Linked DNA regions of Mus musculus: region 2 is linked to region 1. Evidence: chromatin contacts called from public promoter capture Hi-C data. All regions are on one chromosome and are shown on one strand. The core of a region is the stretch at or near the end of the contact, and the rest is flanking DNA. Distances in the headings are between cores, read along the strand shown.

The links. Promoter capture Hi-C pulls out the DNA fragments that hold promoters and counts their contacts.
Region 2: a promoter capture Hi-C map of pre-B cells shows a contact between it and region 1. The contact joins the promoter of Pnn here to the promoter of Eapp in region 1. A contact is called at or near these places in 3 of 39 promoter capture datasets (the C10 cell line, cranial neural crest and pre-B cells).

What each region holds. Positions count from the first base shown.
Region 1 is chr12:54,693,951-54,699,004 of GRCm38.p6, reverse strand. Eapp (E2F-associated phosphoprotein) reads left to right here and starts at 3,111. Exons shown (of 6, transcript NM_025456.4): 1 at 3,111-3,294. The coding sequence starts at 3,221. Gm22513 (a small nuclear RNA gene) reads right to left here and starts at 2,223; the gene lies at 2,060-2,223.
Region 2 is chr12:59,064,196-59,069,249 of GRCm38.p6, reverse strand. It overlaps Pnn (pinin), which reads right to left and starts at 2,331. Exons shown (of 9, transcript NM_008891.2): 1 at 2,135-2,331; 2 at 1,400-1,471; 3 at 897-965; 4 at 452-524; 5 at 254-348; 6 at 59-134. The coding sequence starts at 2,247.

The DNA.
Region 1 (5,054 bases), core at 1,862-4,361:
ATTGGCCTGTCTCTGCCTCCCAAGTTCTGGGATTAAAGGTGTGCACCATCACCACAAAGCAAGTTCTAATTTTTAAAATTTGTTTTGGATTCCGGAGAAATAGCTCACTCGCTGCTTAAGAGTACTTGGTTCTGGGGCTGGAGAGATGTCTCAGTGGTTAAGAGCACTAACTGCTCTGCCAGAGGTCCTGAGTTCAACTCCAAGCAACCACATGGTGGCTCACAACCATCTGTAATGGGATCCAATGGGTCCCATCTGTAATGGGACCTCTTCTGGTGCGTCTGAAGACAGCTACCATGTACTCACATACATAAAATAAATAAATATTTTTAAAAAAGAGTACTAGATTCTTTTGTAGAGGGTCCAACTTTGGTTCCCAGCACTTATGTCAGGCATTACACAAGTGCCTATAACTATAGCTCCAGGGGATCAGGCAGGCAGGCAGGCACACTTGCAAGCGCGCACACACACCAATTTAAAATTTATTTTGGACTGGGCCCGAGACAGAAGCAAGCAGATCTCTGTGAGTTCAAAGCTAGCTGATCTACATAGTAAGTTCCAGGAGGACAAAACCCAAAACAACCCCCACCCCAAAAATAAACCCGAAAAAGCAAAAAGCATGTAGATATGTGCGGTGTGCATGTATGTTTACATGTATGAGCGCATGTGTGTGTGTTTGAATGTGGGAAAAAGTTACAGGTTGAGATAGCGCATCTTCCTTGATTTCTCTCTATTTACCAAGGTCTTGGGCAATATCCTTGCTCTGCCTCTGGAACTGGAGTTACAGGCAGATGAGCTGCCCCACTCAGTGCTGGGAAGGAAAATCTGGTCTTCTGCAAGTGTTCTTAGCCACTGAGCTATCCCTGCAACCTCGTTGTGCTGGTAACCACAGCTTCAGTGAGGTGATGCATGCAGCAGCTGGGTCCTGTCTAGACAGTTCTCACAGAAGACTGGCCTCTCCCGAGTTCCCAGAATCTCGGGTGGGAGCAGATATAGACCATTCACCTGCAGTTGAGCCCTGTTCCTTATTCTTTGCATTTTGACCAGTTGTGGATCTCCTCAGAAACCTCTACACTAATGTGCTGCAGAAAAACGCTTGGCAGTTTTTCAACCGGACAATTGAAAGCAACACAAATCCTTGAGTATAAATATAAATATTTAGAAGGCATCGTGGCAACATGATAATGTAGCAAAATAACAGTACATATTAGAGGGGAGACCCCTCACCTCCCAGATTACATTAAATTTCATACAGACAAACCTAATGAAATTAATTGGGTCGCAACAAATGATGCCTGTCTTATGGTTTCTGGTCCAGGATCAAAATCAACTAACTTGGGGAGGAAGGGTTTATTTCAGAACAGAAAGGGTTTATTTCAAGGCAGAAACAGGATGTAGCAAATACTGAAGAAAAGGTTGTGGAGGCATGTTGCTTACTTTACTAGTCCCTCATACCTTAGCAGGCAGGAGTGCCGGCCCAGGGGTAGTACCGCCCACAATGAGCCTTTCCATCCTGTACAGATTAAGATGTCCAACTTCCCAATATGAATCTTCTCAAAGTTTTCATGAAGTTAGTGTCATGTTTACATAAAGCTTAGCAAATACAACACCTTTTGGGTTTGCTTCACCTAAACAGTTAGTATCTGACCTTTTTACAAAGTGAGTTCGAGGACAGAGAAACCCTGTCTTGAAAACACCAGAAAAAAAAGAAAACAAGTTGTTGGTGCTAACTGAGATAGTAAAACTTATTTCAACTGACAATTACCTTACACATCATTCAAAAATAAACCTAGGGCTGGTGAGATGGCTCAGTGGGTAAGAGCACCCGACTGCTCTTCCGAAGGTCCGAAGTTCAAATCCCAGCAACCAGGCTCACAACCACCCGTAATGAGATCTGATGCCCTCTTCTGGAGTGTCTGAAGACAGCTACAGTGTACTTATATATAATAAATAAATAAATCTTTAAAAAAAAAAAAAAAAAAAAAACTAAAACACCAGGTAGAAAGCAAGTCTTTCGCAATGCTAAAGTAAATGTTTTCTATTTTTTCAACAAAAATGCCAGGGGAGAGCGCGAACGCAGTCCCCCACTACCACAAATTATGCAGTCGAGTTTCCCGCATTTGGGGAAATCGCAGGGGTCAGCACATCCGGAGTGCAATGGATGAGCCTCGCCCTGGGAAAACCACCTTCGTGATCATGGTATCTCCCCTGCCAGGTAAGTATGAGTTGCGAGTGCCGTGTGCAGGCTCTCCATCATTGTATACTTACTTTATAACTACGGTCTCTTCCTCAATGCGTCTTCTCTACATTATATTCTCTTTTCTAACCTTGATCCATAAATATACGCTTATATTATGTAAATATTATCAATAACGGAAAAAAATGTCTATTTAGGGAGAACCGGTAGCCTTTGCGTGAAATTCTCATCTACATATTCCACGCCTTTGTGGTGACGCCGCGGGAACTCGTCTGTAGGCCCCTCAACGCGACTCCGCCCACTAAGGCTGTGAGGCGGGGGCGGGGTTTGTTGGTAGTGGGCAATCGAATCTGGAATTCAAAACCTAAGCTTCTGCCCAGGCTCTGGGCAAAGAAAAAGTTTTTTTTAGCTCAATTCAGTTTCTGCTAGCGGAGGACAGGATTCTAAGAGATCCACCCTTGTTAAGTTTAACTAGTAAAAGAAAAATCGTTTTTCCGTGGTGTTTTTCTGAGTAGGTCTATTATACATTATTTACTTGCACACAGCCAATAAACCTAATAAAAACCATGAGAGAAGGGCTAAGATAACAACTTTGAAGAAATAAATCTGACTGGATAGTGATATACAACTGTAATCTCAGCTCTCCGCAGGTCACGGTAAGCAGAGCGAAGCCAGCCTGGGCTACATAACTGGTTACAGGTTAGACTGGGTTAGTGAGACCTTTTCAAAACCTAAATAAAGCTTAAGTTAAGAGGAGGAGGAGGAGGAGGTGGCGGCGGCGGCGGCGGCGAGAAGAAAAATGCACAAAGACAACTGCTATTTTCAGCGGAAAAGAAAACGTAGAGACGTGTTAACATTGACCCTCCGCACGCCCCGTCTCTTGCATCCTTGTCACTGGACGGCTTGCGCAGGCGCACAGGAAGGACTCGCAGTACGGGCGGAAGTGGAGTCTCCGGGAAGCTTTGGGGAAGGCGCTGGCGGAGTACACAGACGCCGGGGCGGTGTAGGCGTCCTCAGGTCGCCATGAACCGACTCCAGGATGACTATGACCCGTACGCGGTGGAAGAGCCGAGCGACGAGGAGCCGGCTCTGAGCAGGTGGGCCGCTGCCCCGCGTCTCCGCCCTGCCTTGGCTGAGGCCGTTGTGTTGTTCGCGCCGGCCGTCCCTGGGCGCAGTGTCGTCCGCTTCACTTGCGGGAGCCTCGGGGCGCTTGATGGCGCTGCTCAGTCTCTAGGGAACCAGGATGGACAGCAGTGCGGGAAGAGGGATGTTCCGGAATTACGTGGGCCCCCAGGCGTGAAGCCTTAGATGGAACCCTGTTTACCGTTTACTAGCACTGTGACCGAAGGCAAGTCAGTTCTCGGCCTCGCATCTGTAAATGGAAATACAAGTATGGGACAGTGTCCTAAGCTAGTGAGGGCCTGGCCCTTAGCACGAAGTACTTATCTTGAAGACTGTCAAGTAGAAACTAGGGAATAGAGAATGGAAAAAAAAAAAAAAAGGAATGGGCTTTTTTTTTTTTTTTAAGTTATGATCTCCACACGCATGCCATAGCACCCATATGCCCATATACACAACATTTTTCTTTCTTTCTTCCTTCCTTTCTTCCTTTCTTTCTTTCTTTTGTTTTTCGAGACAGGGTTTCTCTGTATAGCCTGGCTGTCCTGGAACTCACTCTGTAGAGCAGGCTGGCCTCGAACTCAGAAATCCGCCTGCCTCTGCCCCCCAAGTGCTGGGACCAAAGGCATGCGCCACCATGCCCGGCTATACACAACATTTTTAAAACTGTAATTTAAAAGTTAAATGAATTAAGTCAGACATGGTAGTGTATGCCTATAATCCCATCATTTAGGAGGCCAGAGGGTGAAGAGTTCAAAGCTGGTTCTGGGCTACGTAAGATTTTGTCTTAAAACAAGAAAAAAATGTCCAAGGCATTTCTTGCAGCTGGCTTTTGCTTTGTTGTTCTTTTTCCCGCAGTTTTTTTTTTTTTTTTTTTTTTTTTGTTTTGTTTTTTTTGAGACAGGGTTTCTCTATAGCCCTGGCTGTCCTGGAACTCACTTTGTAGACCAGGCTGGCCTCGAACTCAGAAATCCACCTGCCTCTGCCTCCCGAGTGCTGGGATTAAAGGCTTGCGCCACCACGCCCAGCTCACGCCTGGCTTTTTTCTCCGCGTCTTAATCTACAACTTGTCTCCTTCCATGTGGGTCCCAGAAATTGAACTCAGGTCATGAGGCTTGGTGACAAGCCCTTTGTCTGCTGCTGAGTTATCTTGCTGGCCCTGACTTAATTCATTTTTGTTGTTTTATTTCTTCCTATTATTGATGTACATTTATTATAATTCTGTTGATAGGAAACTAATCACAGAAGTCAGTCTACGATGACAGAAGTTAGTTAGAATTTGGAATGTACTGTAATTTTCTTAGGGCTATGATGTAGCTCAACGGTAGAACAGGTGCATGAAATGCTGGGTTCAGTTTCCAGCTCCAGGAAGAATAGTCAGTGTGCATAGTTCTCTCTATTCACAGTTTGCTGTAGCATAGTTTTCCACGTCTTTTAAATTAAATTATAGTATTTAATTCCTATTAAATATTTTATGTTGGGATATTAATTGTATATAATTATATTGGTTTTATTTAAATAAAACTCAGTTCTTTGAAGAAAGTTTTTTTTTTTTTTTAGTTTAATAGAATTAGTTAATGAATTGGTATAATGGTATTGGAAAGCAGTGTGATAATACGAGAAGCCAAAAGGAAAGCTGGAAAGATGGCTCAGTGGTTAAGAGCATTGGCTGTCCTGGCAGAACACCTGGATTAGGTTCCCAGATCTCACAGGGCAGCTCACACCATCTCACTGTAAC
Region 2 (5,054 bases), core at 1,082-3,581, 4.4 Mb before region 1:
AATGAGTAAATGAGGTAAAGCAAGGAAGAGAAAAAGTTAAAAAAAAAGGCACCAATACCCGTTCAGTAGCAACAGTAGATTCTTGTTTAAATTTCTGAAGAGTGCCCATCAACAAGCCAAATATTCGTCGGTTCCTAAGAAACATAAGAGGAAAATGAACGTGTGCATGCCCTGTCTGAGAGGTCCTGTAAGCAAGCGTCTCGTCTGCTGAGTGCGAGCCTTCCACCCCCTCCCCCTGGCGCCGAGCAGGCACCTTTGCTTCCCCTTCTCATCCATGTTTTGATCCTGGATAAGGTCTCTGCGCGTGCGCTCTTTGGAGGTAGCTACAACGGAAGATTGCAGTGCTGGCTGTAAGAGAGAAGAAAGGATCAATGATTTCTTGTTCTGGGCTATCATGCTTTTCAAAGCACACTAAGAGTTGTGTTCATCCTCTAATATTTAATTTCAATACCTTTTTAACATCATCGTCTTCTGGGTCGCTCTCCTGGCGTGATTCTCTTCTTGTCCGACGCTCCCCACCCAGCCTAGCACGGGAGAAAGAATTGAAATGACCACTATGGAATCAAATGCATAATCAATCAAAGGTGAATGGGTGTTCAAATGCTCATCTCCAGAAGGCATATTCTACTGAGTTTATATCGCATTTACCACTTTCTTATGGGGGGTGGGGGAGGGGTGGAAGCAAGATGCTCCAAACCAAGCTTTGCTCTCTTCTCATATCCAAACGTTTCTTGGTGTTTTTTAAAGTACAAAACAGAACGTGTTACTTCTAATCCCACTGAGTTCTGTAAACTGGGCTAGCCCAGTTCAAATCAATCCCAATGACATAGAAATATCTGTAGTGTCCCAGAAAACAAGATGGGTACTGACTCTCCAGACATCTTTTGAAACCATACCTACTGACTGCCCCTTCCAGGTCTCTTTGTTTGGCTGGGGGTCCTCCTCCACTATCTGAGAATCCACGCCTGCAATGAGAAACATCCAACCTAAAGCTCGAGAAACATTAGCAGAAACTGGTATTTCTAGTCGACTAGAGAATTTAGTTGATTTCATAAAGAAGAAAAACACAAGTGAAGCAAACTTAAGCAAACAATTACATGAACAACACCCTACCACCAATTACATTCTTAGATGTCAAAAGCCTTAACAGAACTTAAAAACAGTTAAGTTTATATGAAACTGTCCCCCCCCCACCCCCACCCCCCAGTCAGGGTTTCTCTGTATAGCCCTGGCTGTCCTGGAACTCACTTTGTAACTTTGTAGACCAGGCTGGCCTTGAATTCAGAAATCCGCCTGCCTCTGCCTCCCAAGTGTAGTGCATATGAAACTGTTCTAATATTCTCCAACCTCTACTTTTGCAATACATTTATTAGAAACAAGGCAGTTATCATCTCCTTACCTTAGCAATAAGCTACCTCGTCCTCTACCTCCACCAGGACCAGAAAGGGCCAGCAATCTGGCTTGGATGGGCCTAAAAAAGAATTATAATCAGTGTAAAAGTCCTATGCAGACACATGAGAGGGCTTCATATACTTCCACACACTAAGGTACACACTACGTAGAAATGAACACAAATAATTCTAAAATGACCGTTTCAGATCCACTTCTTCGAAACCAAACATTAAAATCCTCTTTCTTGCTTCCCCAAGACCACCGTTACGAAAATATATGTATCTCGAGACTGCTACATATTAATAAGTCTGGGTCAGGTCCTATCTGCCAACCTCAAGGGAAGGACACCCAAGCCAGCAGGGAGAGGCAGCCACTGCTTCCCCCGGGGGTCTCCGACTTGACAAGGGTTCGGAGCCGCAGGGGTGGAAAGGGGCTTTGTACTGCAGTTCCGGGCCTGCAGCGCCAAGGGCGGGAAGCCGTGGTCTCGGCCTTCCCGGGGGCGCGGAAACCACGCCGGGCAGCCGGGCGGGCCTTCCTTCCATTCGCAAGCACTCGCACCCAGTGCCCTAGGCGCAGGCATGGCGTCTCCCCGCCTAGCCGAGCAGAGGGCTCGCCCGCCGCCCGGGAAACGGGCCCCTTGACCCCAGTCGGCCCACAAGCGGCCGGTTGCCCTCTGTCCCGGGTGCGCCCGGCCCCGAGGCCCCGGACCTCGCCAACCTCTGGGGTTCCGTCCGATCCGTACCTCACATCATTCGGGTCCCGCCCGGTGAGCTTGCGGATATTCTCGTCCACATTCTTGAGGCTCTCTTTGGCCTTCTCTAGCTGCTCCTGCAAAGCTCTCACGGCGACCGCCATCTTCTCTCTGCAGCAGGCTTCGCGACCGCTCTCCAGGCCGCGCAGCGCCGCACCGCGCCCGCCGCTCCACGCGGAAGGACTGACAGCCGGCCCCAGCCAATGATCGCGGGCTTCTTCTCGGGCCTGGACCACCCGAGGACCGGAAGGGGAAGAAGCTTGTCGATCCGTGATTCTGGACCAATGAGAAGCCGGCAAGTCACTCAGCTCCTCCCCTCGCCGCCTGCCGTGGTTGCGCTCCGCTGCTTGCGCAGAGCGGGGAGGGATTACGTCGGTGTGATAGATCCAATCTCGGGGGTCTGCAAAGGCATCCTCTTAAACTTGACATGTCGCTGACTTCATAGTGCGCCTAAACTCTTCCCATGGGACGGAAGAGGCTATACATCCTTTTTTTCCTTCCCCAAGAGGTTTAATCAGAAAAGGGCATGGCAAATAATGGCTGTTGCGCATGCCCAGAGTGCAGGGAGGCGCAGGCTGTCTTCCATTAGTGAACTGAACCACCAGGAGTCTTCATCCTAACAGCTAATAGTTATTGTGGACACTGAGAATCGCTTTGCGTGCCTTAGTCGTTAAAAACTAGAAACTTGAATGAGATGGTGCTTAATGATAAGGAAATTGAGGCTGCGGACCTAGGTCCAACAGGTCGTCAGATCTCGATGAAGAGGCAATTTATATTCTGATCCTGAGCAAAGTTGTTTCCAGCAGGGCCTAATGCCTGCGGGTATAATAGAGGGTCTGGAGAAGTTGCCAGTGGTTTCCTGTGTGTATTTTCTGGATTCCACTTTGCCCTACCCACAATGCCAATATGGACGCTGGTTTTGTACTTGACATAGAGGTACACGTTTTAGTTCGGAAAAATGTTACACAAATGCAAAGGTCAAATCCTTACAAGTTTTCTCCCTGAAAAGGAACAAGAATTTTTGTTTTGTTTTTAGTAACAGTAACTTGGTCTTATCCTGTATGCTATTTGTGTGGAGGCTCATAACTGGATAGGTGAGGAAGAATTTCATTATCTTATCAATGTTAACAGCACCTGTTATCTACAAAACGAATACCATGACAGCCAAGGATACACAGAAAAACCCAGTCTTGAATAAAACCAAAACCAAAAAGAAGAAGGGGGGAAGGGGAGGAGGAGAAGGAGGAGAAGGAGGAGGAGGAGGAGGAGGAGGAGGAGGAGAAGAAGAAGAAGAAATAGAAGAAGAAGAAGAAGAAGAAGAAGAAGAAGAAGAAGAAGAAGAAGAAGAAGAAGAAGAAGAGAAAAGTCAGGTGGTAACATGCCTTTTAATCCCAGCACATGACAGGTTGAGGCAGGTGGATTAGCCTGGTTTACAGAGCTAGTTCCAGGACAGCCAGAGAATCCTGTCTGGAAATACTTACTCCCCCTCAGAGAGAAGGGTGGGGAGGGGGAGAGGGAGAGAGAGAAAGGGAGAAAAGGAGAGGGTGACAGGAAATATCTTTGAAGAAGCTTGAAGGTGTATAGCATATTAGCAGGAAGCAATATAGAAAACCAAGATTTTTTCTTTGGTAAAAAGCAATTAAGTCTAAAAATTATTTAATTCTAATTGTAAACAAGGTTTCACTGAGTTATCTATACATAAAAGATAGGATCTTTTAAATTTTACTATTATTTTGCATGTATGGGTATTTTGCCCTCATGTTTATCTGTGCAACTACATGCATGTATGCATGATGCCCTTAGAGACCAGAAGTGGGGGGTGGGATCACTGGAACTGGAGTTACAGACAAGGTTAATGTTGATGCTGGGAACTGAACCCAGGTGTCCCCTCCCATCTATTTATATATTTATAATACATATCACACACACACACACACACACACACACACACTCAGGAATAAAATAAATGTTTGGCATTGGAGAGATGACCCAGTGGTTAATCTAACTGGCTGTTTTCCAAGAGGGCCTGAGTGTGGTTCCTATCGCCCTCAGGGCAGCTTACAACCACCGATAGCTCCAGTCAGGGGAACCCGATAACCTCTTCTCGCTTTCATGGCGAGCAGACACACGAAGAGTACATATATACACGTGCAGGTGAAATACTCATGCACATAAAATAATTAAAAATAAATATTTTTAAAAGATTATGAAACTCCTCCAGGCTGCTGTGAGTGATAGTGGGTCAGTGCCTTACATCTGTCCCTTCACGGCTGAAAGTCTCTGCTTTTGTTCCCCAACTTCTGCGAGTCCACACCCATACCAGCATGCGTGGCTTTTAAGTGGAATGTTTAGGTTTCCTTTATATGACGAACGACATAAATGAATTTAAATATTAGAAGGGATTATTAGGAAAACAAGCAAATCCATGTAGTGGTAGTTTTAAACAATGATTCCAAGTTCCTTGGAGAGATGTGCCTAGGCAGATTATGTTCTTTAAAGTTTATCCTTCTCTTTCTTTTCTTCTCTTTCTTTCTTTCTCTTTCTTTCTTCCTTTCTCTTTCTTTCTTCCTTTCTTCCTTTCTTTCTTTCTTTCTTTCTTTCTTTCTTTCTTTCTTTCTTTCTTCCTTTCTTTCTTTCTTCCTTTCATTACCATTGAGGAAGCTGGGATAGGAGGTCCTACGGCAACCTACAGAATAAAGGATATTTCTTACTTCTGTAGACTTTAGAGCAGTGGTTCTCAACCTTTCACGGGGGTTGCCTAAGACTATTGGAAAACACAGATATTAACATTACAATTTATAACAGTAGCAAAATAATTTTATGGCTGGAGGTCCCCACAGCATGAAGAACTGTACTTAAGGGTTATATCATTACGAAGGTTGAGAACTAGTGCTCTAGAGGAGAGGGGTCC